Linked DNA regions of Mus musculus: all the other regions are linked to region 1. Evidence: chromatin contacts called from public HiCAR-type and promoter capture Hi-C data. All regions are on one chromosome and are shown on one strand. The core of a region is the stretch at or near the end of the contact, and the rest is flanking DNA. Distances in the headings are between cores, read along the strand shown. Region 1 holds the start of Vrk2 (vaccinia related kinase 2). Region 2 holds the start of 0610010F05Rik (RIKEN cDNA 0610010F05 gene). Region 3 has its middle 82 kb from the start of Papolg. Region 4 holds the start of Papolg (poly(A) polymerase gamma). Region 5 holds the start of Pus10 (pseudouridylate synthase 10).

Region 1 (4,385 bases), core at 1,621-4,120:
ACTCCAAAACTGAGTTGTGTGATGGAGTCTTGTCCTGTTATGTTTAGAGCTTCAGCCCTTCTTTTGTCTTACATATTCACTTTGTACACTCTGCTTGTGCCAGTCACTCAGTAACACAAGGGTTTTCACATTGACTACTGAGGGATTACAACTTGCGTTCAAATTAATATGTCATTCTTCTATGTCATGTCCCATACTATCCACCTCATTTTGTCTCATCACATAGACATGTGTCACCCCATATTATCACAAGCAGGGTGAATATGGTACAATAAGATATTTTGTATTAGTTTGAATGAGAAATGTCCCAGACAGTCTCAGGCATTTGTACACTTGGCCTCCAACTGCTGGCACTGTCTGGGGAGGTTTGGTTTGCACCACCTGCCTGGTATAGTATGTCACTGGAGATTAAAAGGCATTCTGCCATCTTCAGTTGGCTCTTTTTCTTTTCTGTTTGTGGTTCAAGATGTGAGCTCTCAGCTTGCTGTTCCTGCTGCCATAGCTGCTGCCATCTTGTTGTTCTACCACCATAGACTCTTATTCCCCTGGAACCATAAACCAAAAATATACTCTCTCTTCCTTAGGTTGGCGTGGACATTTTTTTTATCACAGCAAGAGAAATGTACTAATGTATTCATATTCACATATGATAAAATCCCTTGTAATTTATCTTTATTACTGACCTATTATTAGTTATGGTTAACACCTGACTATGTCTAATTTATAAGTAAAATTCTTTACAGATAAAATAAAAGTTATTTTGCCTCAAGGATGACCTTACCTTAAAAAAGAAACGTATTACAGAATATGTAAGGTTTGGTTCTATCTAGAGTTTCAGATATTCCCTGGGAATCTTAGAATATGTTTCCTATGGACAAGATGGGATATGCTAAGTCAGAGCCTGACAAATTGTCTGGATAAGCAGTAGAATGAAACTCCATTTCCTCTGCATCCTTTCCAACACTGGATATCTTTCTAGTTCTCTCTCTCTCTCTCTCTCTCTCTCTCTCTCTCTCTGTGTGTGTGTGTGTGTGTGTGTGTGTGTGTGTATTTGAGACAGGATCTCTCACTGAACCTGAGTATCATCTCTAAATCAAGGGTGGTAGGTCAATGAGCTTCAGTGACTCACTTGTCTCTGTTCCTGTCATATCCACCTTACTCTCTGTACACAGTAACTTCCTATGTAGGAAAGATGACCATAACCTTCAGCTCTTTCCTTGTGTTCCACCTCAAAAGTTTTTGGGTCATAGGCCTGTGCTATGGAGCTGTTTTATATGCTGGGGATTTTTTAAAAATTTTTTATTAGGTATTTTCCTCATTTACATTTCCAATGCTATCCCAAAAGTCCCCCATACCCACCCCCCACTCCCCTACCCACCCACTCCCCCTTTTTGGCCCTGGCATTCCCCTGTACTGGGGCATATAAAGTTTGCAAGTCCAATGGGCCTCTCTTTCCAGTGATGGCCAACTAGGCCATCTTTTGATACATATGCAGCTAGAGACAAGAGCTCCGGGGTACTGGTTAGTTCATAATGTTGTTCCACCTATAGGGTTGCAGTTCCCTTTAGCTCCTTGGGTGCTTTCTCTAGCTCCTCCATTGGGGACCCTGGGATCCATTCAATAGCTGACTGTGATGCTGGGGATTTTATTGAGGGCTTCCTACAGGTCAGAGGGACACTACCGATAAAGCTACACCCCTGTCTACAAAATTCATTTTAAAAATGTTTTTATACCCAAATCATGCCGTTCTTTTAAGAAATAGTCTCATGCTGTTTACCATTTTTGGAGTTTGGTAAAATCCTATTTCCTTATTACACCAAATTTAGCAAATAGAATTAATACCATCAGGCAAGAATAAAGCTACTACCATGATATTTGAGTCACTCTTGAATCAAGCTTTATTAAATACTGGCCAGGAATGATGGACACAGGCCAAGTCTACACCAGGAATTCCAGAGTATGGCACCATATTGCATTTGTCAGGGGCTTATGAAGGCAAATCCCACAAGGGTATGCACTTTCTGCCTTTGTGGAATCAAGGGCAAACATTCTTCCTGCCCATTTACTTCCCACCTACATGTGACTAAGCAGATCTTGTGCAGTTTGGGCAAGCTTGTTATCTTTCTTGAACAACAGCCTCCAGCATTCCTAGAAGTTACCTTGAGCAAGTGGGACTTACAAATTAGAGATTTGTTTGTTTGTTTGTTTGTTTGTTTTATAGGTCTCTCTCTCCTTTTTTTTTTTTTTTTTTTTTTTTTTTTTTTCGAGACAGGGTTTCTCTGTGTAGCCTGGCTGTCCTGGAACTCAGGCTGGCCTCGAACTCAGAAATCCACCTGCCTCTGCCTCCCAAGTGCTGGGATTAAAGGCTTGTGCCACCACTGACAGGCTGTTTTATAGGTCTCTTAAAGTATAGTAACTAAAACTTAAAACATAACTTTAGCCTTCGCAGAGAAAATGGCTGTTTTTCTTTCAGTATTTGCATCTGGACAATTATTGAGTGTTTTTAGGTAAGAAACTAAAGTGCTGTTTGAACAGTCTTTTTTATAAAGATTTGTTTGTTTGCTCTAAAATGTAAGTTGTGTATCCTTAAAGAATTTCTATATACTTAACATATTTCTCTCAGCTGTCATAGTAACCTTAAAACTCAATAACTTATGTTTTCCATTTTACAGATGGGAACGTAGAAATGTAGTAACTTTCGTTTTAAACATTATCCAAGTATTAAATGACAGAACTAGGCCTAGGGCAGTCACTTGCAAGTGACACACCCAGATAGATACAGGCCCTCCCAGTTACAAGGCTGTCTGGGTATGCCTAGAGGCTGGGCGAGCTGTTGGTAAGGATCTGAGCAATTTGAAAGGGGTTGGTACTCAGAACTGGTACAGGAAGGGTTCAGTTCTTCTGTAAGCGCTGGCCCAGTTTACTACCCCCAGGTTAATCTGCAGGCTCTTCAGACAGGCCTTGGCAGGGTCCGGTGCTTGGAAACTCTAACCCTCTCTCTCGGTACCGCCCCTCCACCGCTGCAGCCTCTGCCACTGGGCGGCCTCTGCCACTGGGCGGCCTCCGCCAGACTCTGGGGCTCCCAGGGCTGGCTGCCGGGAGGCGGCCCACAGGCTCGCCCGGCCCCTGGGAGGAGCCCGGAGAGGCCCACCTGGCTGCGAGGCCTTAGGAGACCAGCGCTGTGGGGACTCCGGCGGCAGGTCAGTCTTCCCTCCACCCCGGCTCCGACGCTCAGTGCCCGGCGGGCGGCCGCGGCGTTGTCCCGGCCCGCTGCAGGCCCAGCTTCAGCCCCCGCACCCGGTACCGACTCATCCCGGAAACCGGCCGGCGCTTCTGCACAGCTCCGGACTGCCATCCCCGGGACGGGGTCGCCGCTCAAGGCCGGGAGGGAGCGTTTGAACCGGGCGAGCGTCACCCCGGAAGCACCGAGTCCCCAAACTTTTAGCTGCCCCGCTTAGAAGTTGTTCTAGGAAGACTTGCCAACTTTAGCCAGCAACTTTGGCGCGTGTGTCCAACATACCGCCCTGTTGAGGGAACCCGGTGAATCACAACCTCCTTCAATTCGGTGGCCCAGTTGTTCCTGGTTTAGATTTCCCGCTCTCCTCCGGGCTCTGTTCAGCCCACTGGAGTGGAGTTTCAGCCGCCTCGGAGGCACTGGGTTCAGTAAGCGAAGGAGGGAAAACTACTTAAGCATAGATGGGTAGCTTAAGAGAAACGTTTTGTACCCTGTCAGTATTTTTGAATAATTTTCACGAAAGCATTTGTCCTGGTTAGATTTTGCTGTTGTTATCAACTTGTCTCCATGCAGGGCCATCTGGGAAGAGGGACAAATGTTGAATGTTGAGATTAATGTGAGGCTGTTAGTGGCTGGGGAAGGGTACAGCTTTAAATTCAAAGGTCGCATCTGACCTTTGGTAGTGTCTTACCACCACCAAGCAAAACACCTGCGAATGACTTCCACGAGCAAGGATTTCCATGACAAGCTAACCTGTCCTATCAGGACACTGACTAGTTCAGGCTCTCTGGTTTTCTGACCCTCCCTCTTACCCACTCCCATCAATGTGAGAACAGCTTTGCCTTAGAGATTACAGCTCTACAGATAACAGGAATCCCACATTCCAGAAGAAGGCCACAGAAATTTAATTCAAGTGGCAAAATACCTCCATTAGATTTACTCAGGGGCAGATGCGGATCTGTTGGAGTGATAGATGGGGGAGGGCCCAGGCCAGCAGTGCCACCCTTGGGCCTGGTTTGTTTAAGAAAGCCAAGCTGGTTGATCCAGTTCGGAGCAGGACAAGCTATTGAGCAGGGGGGTCTGCCATGGTGGCTTCAGTACCTGCCTGCAATTGCTGCTTTGAGTTCCTGCCCTGACTCCCCTTTCAGGT
Region 2 (4,598 bases), core at 1,783-4,282, 3.0 Mb after region 1:
AAAGGGATGCAACTAGAAAAAAATCATCCTGAGTATCCCAGATCCAGAAAGACATCACTTATATTAGCCGTTAAGTCATTGATAACCCAGCTAGAAGCCGTAAATCACAGAGGTTAGGTATAGAGTAAGGAACTAGGAGGGACATATGGATTATTAGAAAAGGGAAACAGAATAGATAGTTATGGATGGATGAGGGGGGCTGGAATGGGAGGCTCTAGAGGGAAAGGGAAGGGGAGAGAGGACAAGGAAAGGAACACCAAGAGAGACAGCCAAAATTAAGGGCCGTTTGAATAGTAGAAAATCTAATACAGCAGAACTTCCTAAAATATACACAAACATGAAGGTGATCTAAATCAAATTGCCAAATAATGGGAGACAGAGCCCCAACTGGCCATCTCTTTGTCACCAAATGAAGCTTCCAGGCCTGGGATTGAGCTACATCTAATTGAGTTGTTGAACAAATGTGTCCCATGAGAATCCCCAAACAACTCAGGCTATTGTCAGGACTATAGGTTGCTCTCCACAAACTGGCAGCAAGGCCCTACTATTGAAGACAACACATACACAACTCATTGAACATGGAGAAGTCAAGCTGGTGCCCACATAGAGCCTTCACCCCTGTGTGCTAGTTCCTTTAGTACAGAAAGGTACTCAACGTGATACCAAAAGAGAAACATAAACACCAACTCAGCCACAAACCCTCTGACTGACAAGGGTGTCCTGCCCAGAAGATATGCTATTTTAATGGTAGCACAAAGCTTGTGGGCATAGCCATCCAGTGTCTGATTTGCCTTGAAGCCCACTCTATAAGACAAAATTCATACCCCACACTGCTTAGTTGACCAAGAAACTGAGACCAGAGACCTAGGGTTAAACTAACTACAGAGAGAGAGAGTGAGAGGGAGGGAGGGAGGGAGGGAGAGAGAGAGAGAGAGAGAGAGAGAGAGAGAGAGAGAGAGAGAGAGAGAGAGAGAGACACCTATGAACACTCAGCCCTAAATGGTATGTATGTCTCCATCAAATTCCTCCCCTGGGAGGGAGGGAGGGAGGGAGGGAGAGAGAGAGAGAGAGAGAGAGAGAGAGGGAGAGAGAGAGAGAGAGAGAGAGAGAGACCTCTGAACACTCAGCCCTAAATGGTATGTATGTCTCCATCAAATTCCTCCCCTCAGAGGACAGGGCACCCATGGAAGAGAAAAGAGTGTAAGCAGCAGAGGGTACGGAGGACACCAAGAAAACAAGGCCCTCTAAACCAACATGGCCAAGCACACAAGAACTTGAGAGACTGAAGCAGCATGCACAGGGCTGCAACAGGCCCTCTGCACATATATTATGGCTTTCAGTTTAGTGTTTTTATGGGATTGCTGTGTGAGCAAGCTGGTCTCTGTCTCTTGTGCTTTCTCTTGTCTCTTTTTCTTCTGTTTGTCCAATTCTGGTGTGTTAATTTTTGTTTTATCTTGTATTTTATTTTATTGTTTAAAAAAAAGAGTAGCCGGGCATGGTGGCGCACACCTTTAATCTCACCACTCGGGAGGCAGAGGCAGGTGGATTTCTGAGTTCGAGGCCAGCCTGGTCTACAGAGTGAGTTCCAGGACAGCCAGGGCTATAAAGAGAAACCCTGTCTCGAAAAACCAAAAAAAAAAAAAAGAAAAGAAAAGAAAAAGTAATTGTATAACCTTCGTAGTGTGCCATGTTGATTAAAGTAGATAACAGATGCATACCTGGCATATATAAATGTTCCATGGATGATAGGCTTCCTTTACTGCATGCATTAATTTGACAAATGAGCCCTTCACAAGTCTGGTTACAAAAACCTGGGCATCACGAAGCATTCATAAAGCAGAAACCGTGGCTTATCTGCTGCCACACTTATCTGACTTGGAGGTCGAAAGCTCTATGTGCAGCCACTGAAGTTCAAGCTGAATGTGAACACATGTTCTCCTGAGAGCAAGACAGGGACCATTCGCTCCCAGCAGGAAGCCTGAGCCTGCGAAATGATCCAAGTGCTTCTCTCACCGTGCTACTCGGAGCTTCGCTGAGGTCTGAGGCCCATTATCAAATGTGGAAGCCTCATTCCTTGGGCATAATTTGGACTCTACCTGCACATTGAGACCACCTCCCCCCAGTGGGAAGGGAGATCTATTTGAGTGGTAGGAGGAAAGCCTTGGCAGATAAGGCGATTGAAGAGAAAACAATAAACAACAACAAAAAACAAACAAACGTTCAACTTCCTCTGGGAAACAAAAAAGAAATGAAGATTTGATCGAAACCATAACATTGAGAGTTACTTATATTCTTTTTGATATACAGCTTACACTGAATACATTGCTCGTTCTCACTGTCTCTGTCTCTGTCTCTGTCTCTCTCTCTCTCTGTCTCTCTCTCTCTCTCTCTCTCTCTCTCTGTCTCTGTCTCTCTCTGCTTGCAAACAGGTTTATTAGTGGACACTGTTTTAGTTTAATCTTGCCAGAACCATGGAGTGATTGCCAACGAAAACTCACATCTGGCCACTAATACATTTCCATCAGTGCTCTAAGACTGAACATCAATCAGCCTTCCAAGTTTAACACTGGAACATTTGCCACACTATATCTGAGAAGTCGCCAGCTTTTCAGTTTACAGTATGTTTCTAAGTCCCAGCCAACGCCCTATCCAATCATATATTTTTTCTGTTGAACCTAAGCAGCTTATAGCAAAATGAGTGACAGGGAAAGATTTATTCTTTTCATTCGAGCTCCCTTTATCTCCCACGTTCAAGATCAAGCGCTGAGGACCTAGTCGCTAAGAGACATGACGCTAAGAGAGTGGGGACGCTGCACTGCGACAGGCCAGAGAGGACGAGCCAGAGAGGGCAGGGTGAAGAGCAGGCTCTGTGCAGCGGTGGGCTGCACTCTGGCACCGCCCGCACCCGCCCACCCGCAGGATCTCGTCGCTCATTGGATGCTCTGCTGCGGCGCTAGCTTGCGATTGGCCCGGGCGCGTCGATCAGGCCCCGCCCCTCGGCGCTCTTGCTGGGCGGCTGGCTAGCGGGCGCAGGCGGGTGCGGCCGCGGCTCGTGAGGCCGCCTCAGCCTGGCGTGTGCGCCGGGTCGCGCCGTTCTGGGCGCGAGCGCGGGCGGTGCTGGCCGCTGCAGGTGACACCGGCGCGGTGAGGGCCGCCGCGGCCCTGTGGAGGTGAGAGAGACGCTGAGAGGCTGGGGCACCCACTCGGAAGCTGGAGTGGGGCGAGGGCCGGGAGCGCCGCTGCCCATCCGGGCGGGCGGACTGGCGGGCGGGCGGGCGGTGCGGGGCCCCGCTGCCCGGAAGCCCGCGGACGCCCGGGCGCTGCCTGCGGCCCCGTCCCGCCGCCGCCCTCGCCTACGCTCTTGGCGACGGAGCCCAGCTTCGGTCGCCGGACTCCGGCCCTCACAGTCCCCGCCAGGCTGCTTTCCGATGCCTTTGTCTGCTCCTCTCCAGCCCGCGCCTCGAGTCGGTGTCCACGCCGCGGAATCCCGGTCCCGAGGACGCGCCGCGCAGGGAGCCTCGGACCCGGGCTTGGAAAGGCTACTTACCCGGGTGGGCAGTGATGTCCGGTCTTTCAGAATCAGAGCCAACCGGCTGGGTCACACGTGTGGATGAGAGTCAGGAAGTCTGTTGTAGATCAGGACTAACAGCCTCCCTCTGCTGTGCCAGAGGCCTTCCACCTGTCCCTGTGACCACCCCCCACCTCCACTCCCTCCTCTGCCTAGGGAAAGATCAAGAGCCCCCTTTTCATTGAAAAATGAAAAGCAGATGCTTGTCCATATGAATAAGCCAAAATAAGGAATAGGTTATGTTCTTTAAAGGTGTAAAATGTTAAAACAATAGAATTTTTATATTTTAGTAAATAATGTTATTTATTTACTAAATATATTATACCTTAAACACTTTTAAAGTATGGTGTCATGCATGAGAGGATAATTTTGAGTTTTAGATATTTTCTTTTGGTCATAGTTTTTTATACGTTTATACCTTTCTCCAGAATGAGATGCATGTGCCAGCTGTTCTAAGACTGTATGTTATTCATACCCTAAAGGAAACATTCTCAGAGATTAGTTTAACTAGAATACACAGTAGTTTTTTTCCCTTGATTGGAAAGATTCAATTGTGTCAACAGAAAAAAAATTCACACCCAAGTTACTTAAATCATCCATTACCACGAATAAATGAGTATTATATTTGAAATATACAAGTTTTTAAGAATTTGATGGAGACATCTTTCTTGTTATTTTAATTAAGTGCTGGGAACTTAGCTCATTTGTGGAGTACACTGCCACCACCACCACCAAAAACAGAAAATAAATTTTAATTAAATATCTGAAAGTTAAAAGTGAAAAAGCAGCACACAAGGGGTCTTTGTCTTGAGTTCTACTTTAAACTGTTTAGTCGCCTTTTCTCCTTTCCAGTGCTGGTTGTCCAACCCAGGGCCTCGCACATCTCCATTCCCATCCTAAACGTCTTCCTAAGGTCCAAACAAATTATAATTAAACACCGCTTTCCAAATCATTTGTCCTCAGGAAAAGGAATGCACACATTACCCATGTAAGCAGAGAACAACATTTTGTTCACTGAAGATTAAGATTC
Region 3 (4,717 bases), core at 164-2,663, 2.6 Mb after region 1:
TACTTCAAACTGAGATGTGCTGTAGGTCAAAAATGCACACTAAAGAGCGCTCTAAAGGGCAGTGTGGTGAACACTGTGGAGATTCTCTTCATGTTAAAATGGTCACATTTGAGATATTTTGGGTAAAGCCAAAAACAGTATTAAAATTGATTTTTATCAGTTTATGTTGTTAAATATGCCTTCCAGAAAACCTAAAACAACTAAATTGAATGGTTCATCTAGAGAGCACTAGCTCCTGTTCGCACCTGGCCCCTTCTTCTCCATGCTTCTCTGTCTCTCTGTCTCTGTCACCCTAACCCCCACCCCTGACAGTCCAAGAAGACCTGAAATCACAACCATCTCCATGAAGTCCCTGAAGAAGCAGTTTCTCTCTGCCAAGCTACACAGGTCCTGGCAGCGGGGCGAACTTTGCTGCCCTCTGCTGGTCACACTGTAATTCCGTGAACTCAAGCAGCATTCATCTCCTGGCTGGCATGGCTTTTCCTGCGCACTTTTCTGATTCTCTTCCCCCTATTGTTAGCATCTTAAGTTTAAGTATAGTGGTGATTGGCTGAACAGATGGCCCACCAGGTAAAGACAGCAAGCTTAAACCCACATAGCTGAAAAGCATATTCCATTCCTGTAAATTATCCTCAGACCTCCACACACAAACACTCCACACACACACACACACACACACACACACACACACACACACACACACACACACAGATTTATAAGGAAATAAATTTCAAGTAAGAAAATAAATGGGTGGTGTGTCTAGAAAAAGAGACTCTATCTTTTAAAAAAGAGTAGAGTTTTGGGGACAGCAGCTTTTTAGCTCTGTTTATGAGCCAGGCACGCCTATAGTCCTAGCACTGGAAGGCTTGCACAGTGGAGGATAGCCTCTGCTATGCAACATGATCAAAAACAAAACAACTTTTTAAAAAGCCATTAAGAATTCCTTGCAGGAAGACAAAGGTATCTTCTAGTGTCCGTACTCCTCACCAACGACTGCTATCCCCCATGGAATTTGTTTAATACAAGGATTAGCCACCTTTTCTACTGGAGATGGCTGGTTAGGTTTGGAAGCCCATGACTTCTTCTGGCAATACCAGGTTGCCTGCCCCACCCCGTGCCCTGCATCCCCCCACCCCCTGCAACACACACACACACACACCTTCAGAAATTCTGAAAATAAAACTTTGAAGCTGCACTTCTCAAATTTAAAGATGCCCATAGCCCATCTACGACCTTGGTAAATTTGAATCTAGTTACAATTGGTCTGGCTTTAGGCCTACCAGCCTAGGTAACAGGCTAACAGGCTCGCAGGTGATGCCCATGACCATACATAGGCAGAGTCCACGTGCACGGGTGCTCCCAGAACAGCACACCCACCCTATCTAGACACCCAAAGAGCTGTACTGTGATTGCTTCTGCCACGGCTGCTTGGGAACAAACTCAAACTGCCGTTGCTTTTGTCTGGAAAAGCAAGAATGCCCCCTTCTGACAGATCAAAATATTTACTGTAAGTGCTAAGGAAGGAAGAGTGTGGTCTGTCTCTTTCCAAAACCAATTTCTTTAGTCACTACTGATTAGAACATTTTCTTTTCCTAATAGACTAGCTGTTTAGCCTCATGTGTTGAAACCACACAGACACACATGCTAAAGAAAAGCAGGGGCATGAGCCAGGAAGGGGAACCCTCAGAGACTGTCCCAGAACGACAGAGAGACCATGGACTGGTTGCTCTTGAGAGCCGTCCACAATCTCTGGCTTTTAAACTCGGTTTCTGTCTAAATTCTTATACCTTTCCTGCCTTGATTCCTACCAAACAGATGGCATGGATGTCATCTCAGTCTGCTCTGCCCATGGTCATTAGACGCTCAGGAGGTAGAGCTGGGTCGTGTGCTTTGCTTAAACTCCACATTTGAAGCCCTTTAAATGGTGAACTGGATTCACCAAGGATATGCTTTCATTTCCAAGAATCCTGAGATGACTTCACAAACTAGGCCATTTTTAGATGCTTAAGATACTGCATTCCTGAAACAAAGCCCTTTGTGGGGAAAATCTTAAATGACCAAAAACACAGTGTACACATGAGATGAAGATCATCTGGCCAGTCTGTTTCTGGCTTAATATCTAAGGGATCGAGAATATGAGCCTACAGATCTGGGAGGTTGGTGTTGGGGGGGGGTTGTTTGTTTGTTTGTTTGAAGGCCAAGGACACGATACATCTTCAAAGTCAATGCCTTCCCACCCTCACCCCAGCATTTTCCAATGCTCCTCAATAGTTAGCTACATAGCTCTCATTAAAGTCGAATTTCCTTAGATGAGGAAGTCACTGAATGCCTAATCACACATGCAATGCTGAAAAAAAATATTAAGACTGCATTTACATTGCCAGTTTTCTTTCCCATTACACAACAGAAGATTTATCCCCCATCCAGCACGCAAGCATGGCTCTTGCACGCTTGCAGTTCCATAGGACATGTATTAGTACATCAGTCACTATTAGCACCAACCTTGACAATCTGGAAGTTATGCCTCTCTCGGTGTTATATATAGTCTTTCTTCTGGGCTAGAAACTGAACCAAACCAAAAATAATCACGAAATCCCACATCCTGGCTGTCACATACCCAGACGGGGTGACATTGCAACACCCCAGGGCCCCACAGATCTCCTGTGAGCTCTGTGGATTTCTGCCATGGGCTGCACCCACGCAACTATCAAATGCAACTCACTGGCAGGAAGCCCACTTAAACCTTTATCCCGTGGCATACTCAGGTTGTTTTCTGGACAGGTTCCTTCTGCCTGTGGAAATAAGTTGGAGCTGGTGATCAGTCACTGTCCGGGAATTCACCGAGGTCCCACTGAAAGTGGCTGCGCAGAACATGTGACACGCATGCCTGCACAGGCACCTGTGTTAATTTTCAAATGCTTTAGACCTTGAGACGTTTCTGCAGTTTGATTAGAAGGGAAGCCTAATACCTTCTCTCAAACGCCAAGGTCAGAAAATAGCTAGAGAAAATCTGCAACCTTTAATTGGACTGTAGCTGAGGCCGCAGGTGTGTGGGTGTCACCTGGGTTTTTCAGATGTCAGCAGAGACAAGATTTGATAGATAGATAACTTTGCCCTCAACTCCTGGGAGCTGCTATTTCAATGCCTGGATCGCCTACCCATTCACATTGCTTGCAGGCTCCCAGTAAATGTGGCTGACAGCCTGTAGAGCCCAGACAGTTTCATCAGGGGGAACAATTTGCTGAGTGGCCCGGCAAATACCATCATGTCACAGAGACTCGGCTGCTCACTTGGGGAGTGATCCAGCTTCCTAGCTTCCTTACCCTGTGCCTCCCATGATTCTGTGGGAGAAACCAACTAGTGTTCCAGAGCCAAATAGTCTTCCAGAGACAGATGCTGGGGAGGTCGGTCGGTCTTGGGGTTTCTCATTCTGCTTTCTGCTATAATGAATGACCTCAACACTTACTTCCCAGAATGCCAACAACAATCTTGTCTTCAGAAGAGCAGGAGTAGGGGGGGAAACACAGAAGAATCTTCCCAGGGCTTTAAGAAGGAAGAACACCACTGCTGTAGAGTGACCTTGGCTACAAATGACTCCTTGAGTGTCATGTCCTAGCTACTGCTCCACAGAGCCAGATATACTAACTCCCTGGGGTAGTTCTCACTCTTCCAGCTTCTGCCTTCCTAGAATGGTTATCACAAGCCCCACCTAGAATGCCAATGACTCCAGGTGCCATCAGGCACATCCAACTGAAAGGTCCTTTGGCATGGGTCCTTTGGCATGGATCCCATAGCAGACATGTATGGTAGGTGACCTCCATCTATTTGCTCTCAAGACATTTCAATACTTACCTTATGAGGACATGACTTCTATGAGTTATCAGGAGGTACAGTGTGAAAAATGCTTCCACACACTCATGAGAGACCATGAAAGTGAAACAACACTCTCTTCTTGACCTCTTCTGACCTGATGGAAAGATCCGGAAATCCTTGGACCTTGACAAGTGTTGACTTATTACCTGACTGCTCTCACTGACTCTTCTGTGCTTCCCAATTACCAGGAGGTGACCAGCCTTCTCCTTCGGTCACTGGCTGCTGTGATACACTGCTCCATCACATCCCAAGGTCATTGAGCGAGTGATTTTGATCTGAGACTAGACGAATAAAGCCTTTTCCTTCATTAAGTTTTCTAGCTTAGGTGTTTTGTCACATGGGTGGAAAGCTGACTAATACGGCTTGATGAGCACTTCCTTGTCTAACTTTCTCTGTACATACACTTTCTCTTACCAGAATGTCCTTCTGCATTCCATGGATAAACATCATTTTCTTTTCTGTCCCTCTTGGCTAATTAGCATTGTATAATAACTAAAACAATGCACATACAGGGTGTGTGCATTCCGATCGAAATTGCTCTATTAGTTAGCACATATGAGCTCTTTTCTGCTAACTCAGGATGGCAATGCCCTCCCTCATCTTGGCCCACAGTGGTCACCACTGAGAGACTCTCCAGGAACTCAGGTTCCTTGGAAATCAGGCATGAGAGTTTATTCCAGATAGGACAAGTAGAGAAGGCCTACATGAAGAGGTGGGGTTTGAACACATATGTAAACAAGTCAAAGAACAGCAAGAAGGGCGTTTCTGGCAGAGCACTTATAGATTCAGAAGCAAGGAGAAGCTTGGTTTGCACAAAGAAAGTCAAGAAAATCACAGATGAGAG
Region 4 (4,724 bases), core at 50-2,549, 2.7 Mb after region 1:
AGTCATCCTCTGACTCCCTGCAGGCTAAAGTAAGTGTACTTTACATTTTTTTCTTAAAGAAAAAGTTCAAGGTTAACGTAAACTTTATTTTAAAGTTCTAGAAGTCACAAAGCTAGCAAATAACAAAGGTGGGTCTGCTTCGAATCAAATCCCAGTCTAGCGACCTCCTGAGCTCCATTTTGTCTTCTCATAACCTACCAAAATCTGTACTCCCAAATCCTGCTAATATACAGAATCCTCTCTTTTAGGAAGCTATTAGTGACTTTCCTCCATGTTTAGATGGTCCTCTTTTGGTCCCCCAATGACAACTGGACCCCATCTGTATTTAAATAGTGTATATATATATTTTCTCATCCACTCGCAATAAACTCTTGAGGATACGAATCTAGTTCCTACAGTGTGTAATACATACTTCTGCAGCAGCAGAATATCACTCATATTTGAAGTTTTTCTCCACCTTTTGATGGGAAAACTCTGAACTTGCTCAGGTCAAACCACAGACCTGCTTTTATGCATCAAACATGGAGCATAAACAAACTGACAGACCAGATTTTCAATAAATACTTTGAGTGAATAAATGAATAATTCAGAAAGTAACCTCCTTTCCCGTGACTGAGTCTCATTCCCCAAACAACCGTGCTTGACTCTTGGGAGAAAAAGACAGGGTTTGAAATTACTTTTATCCTTTAACATTTAAACATTGGTCATTTTCTCCCTCATTTTCACCGTCATAATCACACAGAACATGATTTTCACTATTTGAAAATGTGAGGTTTGGGGGCAGAGCGGTGGAAATCCTTGGGTTTATCTTACGGCTAACTAGTAGCAATTATGTTCAACATCTCAGCTAAATGCCACAAAGTCATAAATTGGGACTTGGAGGTGGTACTCCGAGGGAAAAGAATACAAGTTAAGCTGATTTATTTATAAGCTTTCTTCCCTGGATTGGTTGTGTTAAAGTCGCACCTTCTTGGGTGTGACCCTCGGTGACAAAAATCTTCTCAATGTGTACTTATTAAGTCTATGACTTTAAGATGTGGGATAACGGAAGAGTTAAAATGGTGTTAGGGAAAGCGGTGGTTTTTTTTCTAGATGCTTTTATTGCAGAAACAAGGGGAAATTGACAAATAACCTTCCCAGAGGTTTGCCTGAATTGACAATCCCACAGACCAGGGAGACCTGACACTCTGACAGATGCTTTTGCTGCAAGTCCGCTGAGGTGGGCGGGTCCCGGGAACTCAAGGCTGGGTGGGGGTGTGCCCGAGGGCGGGCCCAGGGCTGCAGGGCGGAGCCGCGGAAGGCGAGAGGCAGCCTGGGAAGTAGCGCCATATTGGCGGTGGCCGCGCTGTATTGTCATAAATAGAGCCGGTTTTGTGGTGTTTTCACTACTCGGTTGAATGCCTCGGCTGTAGAGAGTGGGGAAGTGAGCGAGCTACAAGCGAGCGAAGGGAATTGGACAGAGGAAGGAAGAGAGGGCAAGAACAGGACCCCAAAGCGAAAGACACTCGCTGGAGAGAGACGCAGGAAGCGATGAAAGAGATGTCTGCGTAAGTGGGGGCGGCGGTTGAGGGCGAGGTGGAGAGAGGTGCGCTGAGGTGGGCAGCCCCGGCTTCCAGCCCCTGCGCCTGGCACCCTGCGCAGCCGGCCGGGACCTCTGCTTTCCGCTGCCCTCCACTCCGCAAGGGCATCTCCCCTACCCGGGACTCACCTGGCCGCCCGGCGGGGATTCGGGAGTCGCCGTCAGCCCCCCGCCGCCCGCCTCTGAGGACGCCCCCAGACCAGGATGAGGGGGAAAGGCGCGTGTGGCTGAGGAGAAAAAACGGTCGGTCACTCTCCTGCCCCAGCCGTGTCTGAGCCCGTCTATTCTGTCTGCATTGGCGCAAATACCATCCCCCTGCCTCCCCTCCTCCCGGCCGGACCCGCTATCTTTCAGGTCTTTCGGAGAGGGACTGACCTAGCGGAGCCCCTAGGTTTGCGGTTGCTCCATGAGAAAGGCTAAACCCTCTACCCCGTTCCTTCCCACCGACCCACAATATCTACCGGGCTGTATCTATCCCCTGCTCACACTTTGATAAGTCGGAAGCAGTTTCTGTACTTGTCAAGAATTTATTAGAATTTCTTACCTTTCACTTTATCCGGAAATAATTTCAACGTACAGAAAAATGCACAGAAATACAAAACACCATTTGTGTAGCCACCACCCATTTTTCCCTAAGACTAACATGGGGTGTGTTCTTAGCTCTTTAACCTTTCTTTCTTGAAAAGAAGTCGAGCATTCCAATACATCTGAAGACTCGCCTATCCTTTCTCTGATTGCATTCACGACGCTCTTCCAAGGCCCCAGAGCACTGAGTTTGGTGTTTCTTGTTACTGCATTTTTAATGTTGATAGTACCTATCCCTGTATCCATAAAAACTGTGTACCTGTTTTAAACTGTTTATAGGGTATTTATTATCAGTTACTACTCTGTAGACTGGTTCTTTAGAACATGATCTCTCTGACCTTTTGCTATGTTAATATTTTCATTATTAGTTATTTTTTATTAACTAATGTATTCCGTTTATAAACATAGCCCAGTGTAGTACTTTTAGTGACTATTTTGAGCTATTTAAAAGTTTTTTATAGAATGTCAGTGAGAATTCTATTTACCTATCTTTGTACCTTCAGTAACATTTCTGTAAGGTTTTTTTTTTTTTTCCTTGTAAGTGAAATTCATAACACTTTTTGAGACCTACTTCTTAGAGTTCCTGTTTGGTTTGATTTTATGAAAATCTGTCTGTGCCATGTATTAATCACACACTAATCTTGCTCAGACAACCTTATCTCTCATAGACAGACAGACAGACAGACAGATAGATAGATAGAACTTGAAATAATTAATTGAAGTTTTGTTTGTTCTACAGCAAGATAAAAATGGGAGAGAAATTAGAGTTGGGTTTTTTAAAATACTCCCTTATATTTCATTAAGTCATTTCAAAGGTATATAGGCTGTTTGTTGAGATGAGGTTTCACATGGCCATGAGCTTGCTTCTGCCTCTACCACTTGACTTGTGCCACCAAACCTGGCTAAGCTATCTTATCTTCTCTATTGTCCTTTCTTTCTCCCCATCCTGTAAAACCTCCAGCTGAAAAACATGTTTTAGTTTGTGGACTTACAAGTCACTGCTGTTTTGTTAGTTCGGTTTTTGGTTCAGAGATGGAACTCAGGGCACTACACATGAAACAGTCTGTCACTGAGGTACATCTCCAACCTCAAGGCAATTTTTAAGCATTTAAAATGCAAAAAGAATTAACTACAGTTGTATTTTTGTGGTGTTTACATTTTAAATTGATAAACTTGCACATAATTTGTACAGTGACTAGTTTAAAGCAATTGGCTTGTCCATCACATTTACTGATTACTTATATAAATATGTATACTGTAATTAATTAGTATTTATCACAGTTGCCCTACTGTGCTTAGAATTAATTATAGAGCCAGGCATAACACAGACCTTTAATCCAAACCCCATGAGGCAGAGGCAGGCTGATCTCTGAGTTCAAGTCTGGTAAGTTCCAAGACAGAGTTATATAGTAAGACCCTGTTTCAAGAAGAAAGAAAGAAGTCCTAGTGTCCAGTTATACCTTTCTTTGGTGAGAAGGTATTGCTATGTAGCTCAGGCTTTGAATGTAGATTCTTCTACTTCAGCCTTCTGAATGAAGGGAATAGAGGCATGGGCCTATGTCTGTCCCATTTAACCTCCCTCCTTTCTTCCTCTGTTATTTTTTTTTTAAAGAGCTAATTTACTCATTAAAAGACTGCCTTTTGAGATTATATTCTTACTGTTATGAATAGTTCTTTATGCAAATATGAAGAAAGGTGGTTAGGTTGAGAGTATATACTCATTTTTTCTTTTGCAACAAAATGTACCCCATATCTTTTAGTTATAGATGTAGTCAGAATTCTGTGGTGCTTTATTGAAGATTGTAATTTTATACTAGTTAAGGGCAATTAAGGGTCATTTGAGCCCTTCAAAATTTGCTGTTTAATGTAAAGAATTTGATAATTATTCAGTGTGAAAATGATATGAGTTCCAATCTAAAATGAAGAATACTAAGTACAGTCACAAAGTGTTAGAAATGTAAACTCAGGTTCCAGGAAAAGATGTTTGTGAATGTAAGTTTCTCCAGGGACTGGTTGAGGTTTCTTTTTAAGGCTAGATCATGTTCTGAGGACCATTTGATGGATGTTTTGTTCCCTTACTTATAGGAAGACCATTGTTTTACTAACAGTGTCTTTCAAGTGTTTGACTTCTTTTCAAAGATTCTATAACCTAGATAGTATTTGACTCAGCCTGCAGGGAATAGTAGAGGGAGCCCTGGCATAAAGCCCATTCAGGGTCTTTGCAGTTGAACTGAGTGGTGTTGATACAATTGTCTTGATTCCAACACATACTGCTTTGGGCTTGAAAAGACATCCTGACCATGGAAGCTGGAAGCTGTATGAAAAACACTTCATAAAGACAGAATACCCGCCTTTCCTTTTCTTTTTCTTTCTCTTTTTAAAAATGACTTCCTTGGTAATGTTCCTCAAACTTTTAAGTGGCTCAAATAACTTAAGAGGTTCAATGTGTCCATATGAAATGAGACTTAAAATTTTTTCATCATTTCTTTTTCTTGAACAGAAACACTATGCTGGACAGCCAGCGTCAACAGAAGCATTATGGAATTACCTCTCCAATTAG
Region 5 (4,676 bases), core at 667-3,166, 2.9 Mb after region 1:
AAATTACCTTTGTAGGAATAATTTTATTAATCTTCCTTCTTTTTTTTGATATTTTTTTAATTAGGTATTTTCCTCGTTTACATTTCCCATGCTATCCCAAAAGTTCCCCCATACCCACCCCCCCAATCCCCTACCCACCCACTTCCCCTTTTTGGCCCTGGCGTTCCCCTGTACTGGGGCATATAAAGTTTGCAAGTCCAAAGGGCCTCTCTTTCCAGTGATGGCTGACTAGGCCATCTTTTGATACATAGGCAGCTAGAGACAAGAGCTCCGGGGTACTGGTTAGTTCATATTGTTGTTCCACATATAGGGTTGCAGTTCCCTTTAGCTCCTTGGGTACTTTCTCTAGCTCCTCCATTGGGGGCCGTGTGACCCATCCAATAGCTGATAATCTTCCTTTTTTAGTGGAATTATATGTTACTCACAGGACTCAAAGCTAGTGACATTCATTCCAAACTATAAAAAAACATTCTTTAATTTAAAAAGAATATACCTTGGATGGGTGTTTGTAAGGTGCGGGAAGATCCACACCACAGAATCTTAAGATGCATCTTGGACAGGTGCCAGAACTGAACAACAGCTGTGCCACGTGCTTGTTCTCCTCAGTCAGTGGAAGCATACTAGAAGAAACTAAAATGAGCACTTTCAGTATTCTACAGCTACGTGCTGTATTTATGTCCTTAAAAAGAAAAGCTTTCATTTGAAAAATTCTATTTTGTACCCTTCAAATACTGCTTGTCATATCTATATTCTAAAATATGAACTTGACTAAGTGAGTATGTGGATTACAGGGGAGAGGAACAAAGAAAGACAAGCTTGCTCTGGACATGACATTAAAAACTTTCCGATTCCGGGACTTGGGACCACTCAGGGTTGCCTGTGTAAACCTTTCAAGGAAGTACTTACAATATGGGAATATACTCTATTAAAGAAAAAAAAATCAAGAAACTCCATGTGGCCAAGTATTTATTTCAGTTTCATAATCCCGTCTATCAGTTCACTTAACCTATTAATTTAATGTTAAGTAAAGAGTCTATGAGGAGTTGGAAATAATTATGTAAAAATGCATCTTCTTGCCAGGTGTAAGCGCTCACGCTTATAATTTCAGTACACAAGAAACAAGAAGATCTCCATGAGTTCAAAGCTAACCTAGGCTAAATAGAGAATCAAAGCCAGCGGGGGAGAGGGGGGTAGCTGAAACAGTCTTGAGTTTCACACCATAAGATCTTTTTTAATGCATTTCCTCCTGCACAGGCATAGTTCGTCCTCTGGCATGGGAGTAGGGGAAAGGTAAGGGGAAAGCTCTGTTCTGGCCAAACAAGCCCTTAACTCTATGTGCTGAGGTTCTAGAAACTTACCACTCACTCCACCTGACTAACAAACAAAAGGGACTGCAGCTACGCCTCTTCGACACCCAGTCCCTAACCCCTCACCTCGTACTTCCTAGGCCTTACCTTCTCCCAAGATGCCGCAGCCGAGTCTTAACCCTTTTCGGCCCTGGGTGGGAACGGGGAAGAGTAAAGACAGCGCACCTACTGCGCTCAGCCGTTGTGTTCCCCAAGAAAACCAGAGCTTTACAACGAAAGTACCAGGCCCCTCACGAGAGGAATGCAGGAACCCCCTCGTCTTACACGGTGACCTGTAAGGCTGTCCGCCTGGCAGCCTGCACTCCCCCTAGCTCTACGAACGAAAGACTGCGAGGGGCTTTACTGCTAGCCTTAAAGGGTCGGCCGGCAAAGGAGCCTCCGACGGACTCGGCACCTAGGTCGTAGTAGCTGCTGCCAGAAACGTCGATGAGCCCCTACTCAAATTTGAAACCCAGACTAGGGAAAAGAAAGAGGGACGTCCCGCTCTCCCGACTCCCGACCCCCTCCCACACCCCAGCAAATTAGCTGTTCCCTTCCTCCTTCCTCCAGCTTCGCCTGACCACACGCCTTGGCCTGACGTCAGGCGTGGGCGGGGCGGAGGGCTCGGTGTTCTGCCTGTCGTGCCTGGCAAGCGAGGCGCTCCTTCACCCAGCCGTCGCAGTCGCTTCCCTGAGCCGGAGCGGAGCTGGCGGAGAGATGGCCTCCCAGCCGCCGCCGCCCCCCAAACCCTGGGAGTCTCGCAGAATTCCCGGGGCCGGCCCCGGGCCGGGCTCCGGCCCCGGCCCCACTTACCAGTGAGTGTGAGGTGTTTGGGCCGCGACTTTGGAGGCCAGAGCGGGGACTTGGCAGGAGGCGGTTGAAGCCGTTATTGGGGGGAGGCGTCGCTTCCCGCTGCCGGCCCGGGGCGAGTGCAGAGCGGGTCTGGAGTCTGCTGGCTGTACGACCGCCCGTTCTTCCCCCGGGCGCCCCGCCGGCCCCACGGATGCAGGAGCTAGAAAGAAAAGCGGCGCTTCCCTGCCTTTTCGCTTTTGCGGGACATGGGGGGGCGGGACAGCCTGACCCGCTTCAAAGCGACGAGCTTGGGTCTGCTGCCGAGCGCGACGTTGGCCCAGCCAGGACAAGGATAGAGAGCAAAAGTCATGGAAAAGCTTTACAGCCTCTCCAGAAGTTGGTTGAACGACCCAAAGGTCACGTTTACGCAACATGGAATCCAAGCTCTTACCCTTGGCTTTCTTTTCTAGCATAACTTAACGTTTAGGTTGAGGGTTGAAAGAATTCTAAGACAGGAATTCGAGGTCTGTGGGTAGCCTTTGTGTACAAAATTGTGTGTGTGACTGTCGTCTAAGGCCTATAAAGTTTTTATTTGCTTTGATTTAAATCAGTAACAAATGGGTCTGCAACTTTTAAAAATTTAAAACAGAATTAGAGTTTCAGGAACCTGTGTTTTCTTTGGATAAATAGATACCTTAATCCAGGCGACATGATTTCAGAGCAAGTTTGTACGTTTTCCTGGCGCGTAAAAATCTCTGTACGTTGGAGTACTTTTCTCTTATTGGAAAATCTGGTGCTCTTTTAAAAGTACTAAAACACTTGGGCACAGTAACTAATAGATACAATTAGAGTGATAAGCTGTATTTTTCGTGTTAAAGCAACACTTATTGGTGATACTTTCATTAGAATGTTTCTAAGTGTGTTCTTTGCTATCCCGTTAAACTTCTCTGAACATTACTTAGCCTTCTGGGTTTGTTGTTGTTTTGTTGTATGTGCCTTAAATTTTATGATTGTTTTCTGTACCTGTTTATATTTGTTTTACTAATGGTATGCAATTATGGGTTATTCCATTAATGTTGAACTTATCTTGCATTTTTAAATGAACCTACTTAGCTTCCTTTTTTTAATATACTGTCCTGGATTCTGTATTATTTTAAGATTTATGTTCCTATGTGATATTGGATTCCTTTTTTAAATTATACTTTTGTCTTTATATCAGTTTTTTAATGAGAAAATTTTGCACTGAAAATTTTTTTATTGAAAAGTTAACATTTTATTTCTTTAGGTAGATGATTTTTCTCTTTAAGATTTTATTGGGGCTGGCTGGAAAGATGACTCAGCAGTTAAGAGCACTGACTGCTCTTCCAGAGGTCTGGAGTTCAATTCCCAGCAACAGCATGGTGGCTCACAACCATGAGTTGTGATCCAAGAAGGCATGAGATCCAATGCCTTCTTCTGGTGTGTCTGAAGATAGCTATATATTGAAAATAAAATAAATAAACCAAAAAAAAGAAAAAAAAGATTTTATATAATACCTAGGTCCTCTGTGATATAACTATACACGTATAATCTGTATTTTTCCATCCATTTCAGTACCTACAGTATGCAGTACTCAAAGTATTTAAGAAATCACTTATTCATTTCTCTTTTTTTTTCTGTCTTTTATTCCTTTCTTTCTGTGTGTCTTTCTTTCTTTCTTCCTAGACAGATGTCTTGCCAGAGAGACAGGGTAGCCTTGAGCTCCCAGTGGTCTTTCTACCTAAACTTCCGCAGTGTTGGGACTTACAGGCAATCGCCTTCTGAATTTTTCTTAACTCACCAAAGTTTTTAACATAATTATACCTTTAAATATTGTTTGAACACTCATCTTCAAACCAGTGGTTCTCAATCTTCCTAATGCTACAACCCTTTAATACAGTTTTTCATGTTATGGTGACCTCAATCATAAAATTATTTTTGTTGCTACTTCATAAATATAATTTTGCTACTGTTAGGAATCATAATGTAAATATTTTTGGAGATAAAAGGTTGCCAAGAGGGTTATGACCACAGGCTAAGAACCTCTAAACATTGTATCTGGTACAAGAAGCATTATCTAATGTGCTTTGAACTGTAAAAATGCCTACTGTTGTTAGCAAGGAATCTAGAGATCATCTGTCTTAACATCAAGAGACCTAATTTTGTTCCTGGCTTTTTGCTTTTGGTAGCTTTTTGATAATTTCAGTCATTTCTTATTCTTGCCTAAAAATGTCCCCACCCTGAACCACTGCCAGCTGCTTTCACTATTTTTCTGATTGTTTGACGTAGGTTGGTTGGTTGGTTGTTTTTCAGCATTGAACTACTTTAGGCTTCTATATGCATTTTTATTCTGAGTAGGAGTTGTAGGAATACTTAGGTCTGACTTTGGTATCTTTCATGAATTTCAGAAATTTTTCAGCTTTTTTTTTTTTTGTCTTAAAATATTGCTTGTTTGTTGTCTCTTTATACTCCCCTCTTTTTAATTTTTGTCCTTTTTTTTTCTTTTTCCTTTTCTTTGTT

The links. Promoter capture Hi-C pulls out the DNA fragments that hold promoters and counts their contacts. HiCAR-type assays count read pairs that join an accessible place to other places.
Region 2: a contact with region 1 is called in a HiCAR-type map of astrocytes, with 7 times the contacts expected there. The contact joins the promoter of 0610010F05Rik here to the promoter of Vrk2 in region 1. A contact is called at or near these places in 2 of 39 promoter capture datasets (cranial neural crest and embryonic stem cells), 2 of 115 datasets of contacts at active chromatin or transcription factors (astrocytes and large pre-B cells) and 3 of 9 other capture datasets (adipose tissue, liver and macrophages).
Region 3: a contact with region 1 is called in a promoter capture Hi-C map of hippocampal neurons, with 14 times the contacts expected there. The contact joins the enhancer-like site here to the promoter of Vrk2 in region 1. A contact is called at or near these places in 7 of 39 promoter capture datasets (the C10 cell line, cranial neural crest, hippocampal neurons and 3 more).
Region 4: a promoter capture Hi-C map of pre-B cells shows a contact between it and region 1, with 15 times the contacts expected there. The contact joins the promoter of Papolg here to the promoter of Vrk2 in region 1. A contact is called at or near these places in 6 of 39 promoter capture datasets (the C10 cell line, cranial neural crest, hippocampal neurons and 3 more) and 2 of 9 other capture datasets (adipose tissue and liver).
Region 5: a contact with region 1 is called in a promoter capture Hi-C map of pre-B cells. The contact joins the promoter of Pus10 here to the promoter of Vrk2 in region 1. A contact is called at or near these places in 8 of 39 promoter capture datasets (the 3T3-L1 cell line, 3T3-L1-derived adipocytes, the C10 cell line and 5 more), 1 of 484 Hi-C or Micro-C datasets (pre-B cells), 1 of 115 datasets of contacts at active chromatin or transcription factors (astrocytes) and 2 of 9 other capture datasets (adipose tissue and liver).

The regions. Positions count from the first base shown.
Region 1 is chr11:26,592,405-26,596,789 of GRCm38.p6, reverse strand. Vrk2 (vaccinia related kinase 2) reads left to right here and starts at 2,870. Exons shown (of 13, transcript NM_027260.3): 1 at 2,870-3,200.
Region 2 is chr11:23,632,065-23,636,662 of GRCm38.p6, reverse strand. 0610010F05Rik (RIKEN cDNA 0610010F05 gene) reads left to right here and starts at 3,032. Exons shown (of 22, transcript NM_027860.3): 1 at 3,032-3,170.
Region 3 is chr11:23,975,222-23,979,938 of GRCm38.p6, reverse strand. No RefSeq gene overlaps it. Among named protein-coding and RNA genes, the nearest start is that of Papolg, 82 kb to the right of the region's middle. Within about 2 kb of position 1,413, at least 17 of the 459 cell types and tissues checked have an H3K27ac peak or open chromatin away from gene starts, as enhancers often do. A contact at or near this core is called in hippocampal neurons, where this site is marked.
Region 4 is chr11:23,891,845-23,896,568 of GRCm38.p6, reverse strand. Papolg (poly(A) polymerase gamma) reads left to right here and starts at 1,299. Exons shown (of 22, transcript NM_172555.2): 1 at 1,299-1,547; 2 at 4,665-4,724. The coding sequence starts at 1,531. Gm12061 (a long non-coding RNA gene) reads right to left here and starts at 2,317. Exons shown (of 4, transcript XR_872317.3): 1 at 2,124-2,317; 2 at 1,709-1,806.
Region 5 is chr11:23,663,232-23,667,907 of GRCm38.p6, reverse strand. Pus10 (pseudouridylate synthase 10) reads right to left here and starts at 1,916. Exons shown (of 18, transcript NM_028304.3): 1 at 1,455-1,916; 2 at 494-630. The coding sequence starts at 619. It overlaps Pex13 (peroxisomal biogenesis factor 13), which reads left to right and starts at 2,025. Exons shown (of 4, transcript NM_023651.5): 1 at 2,025-2,161. The coding sequence starts at 2,064.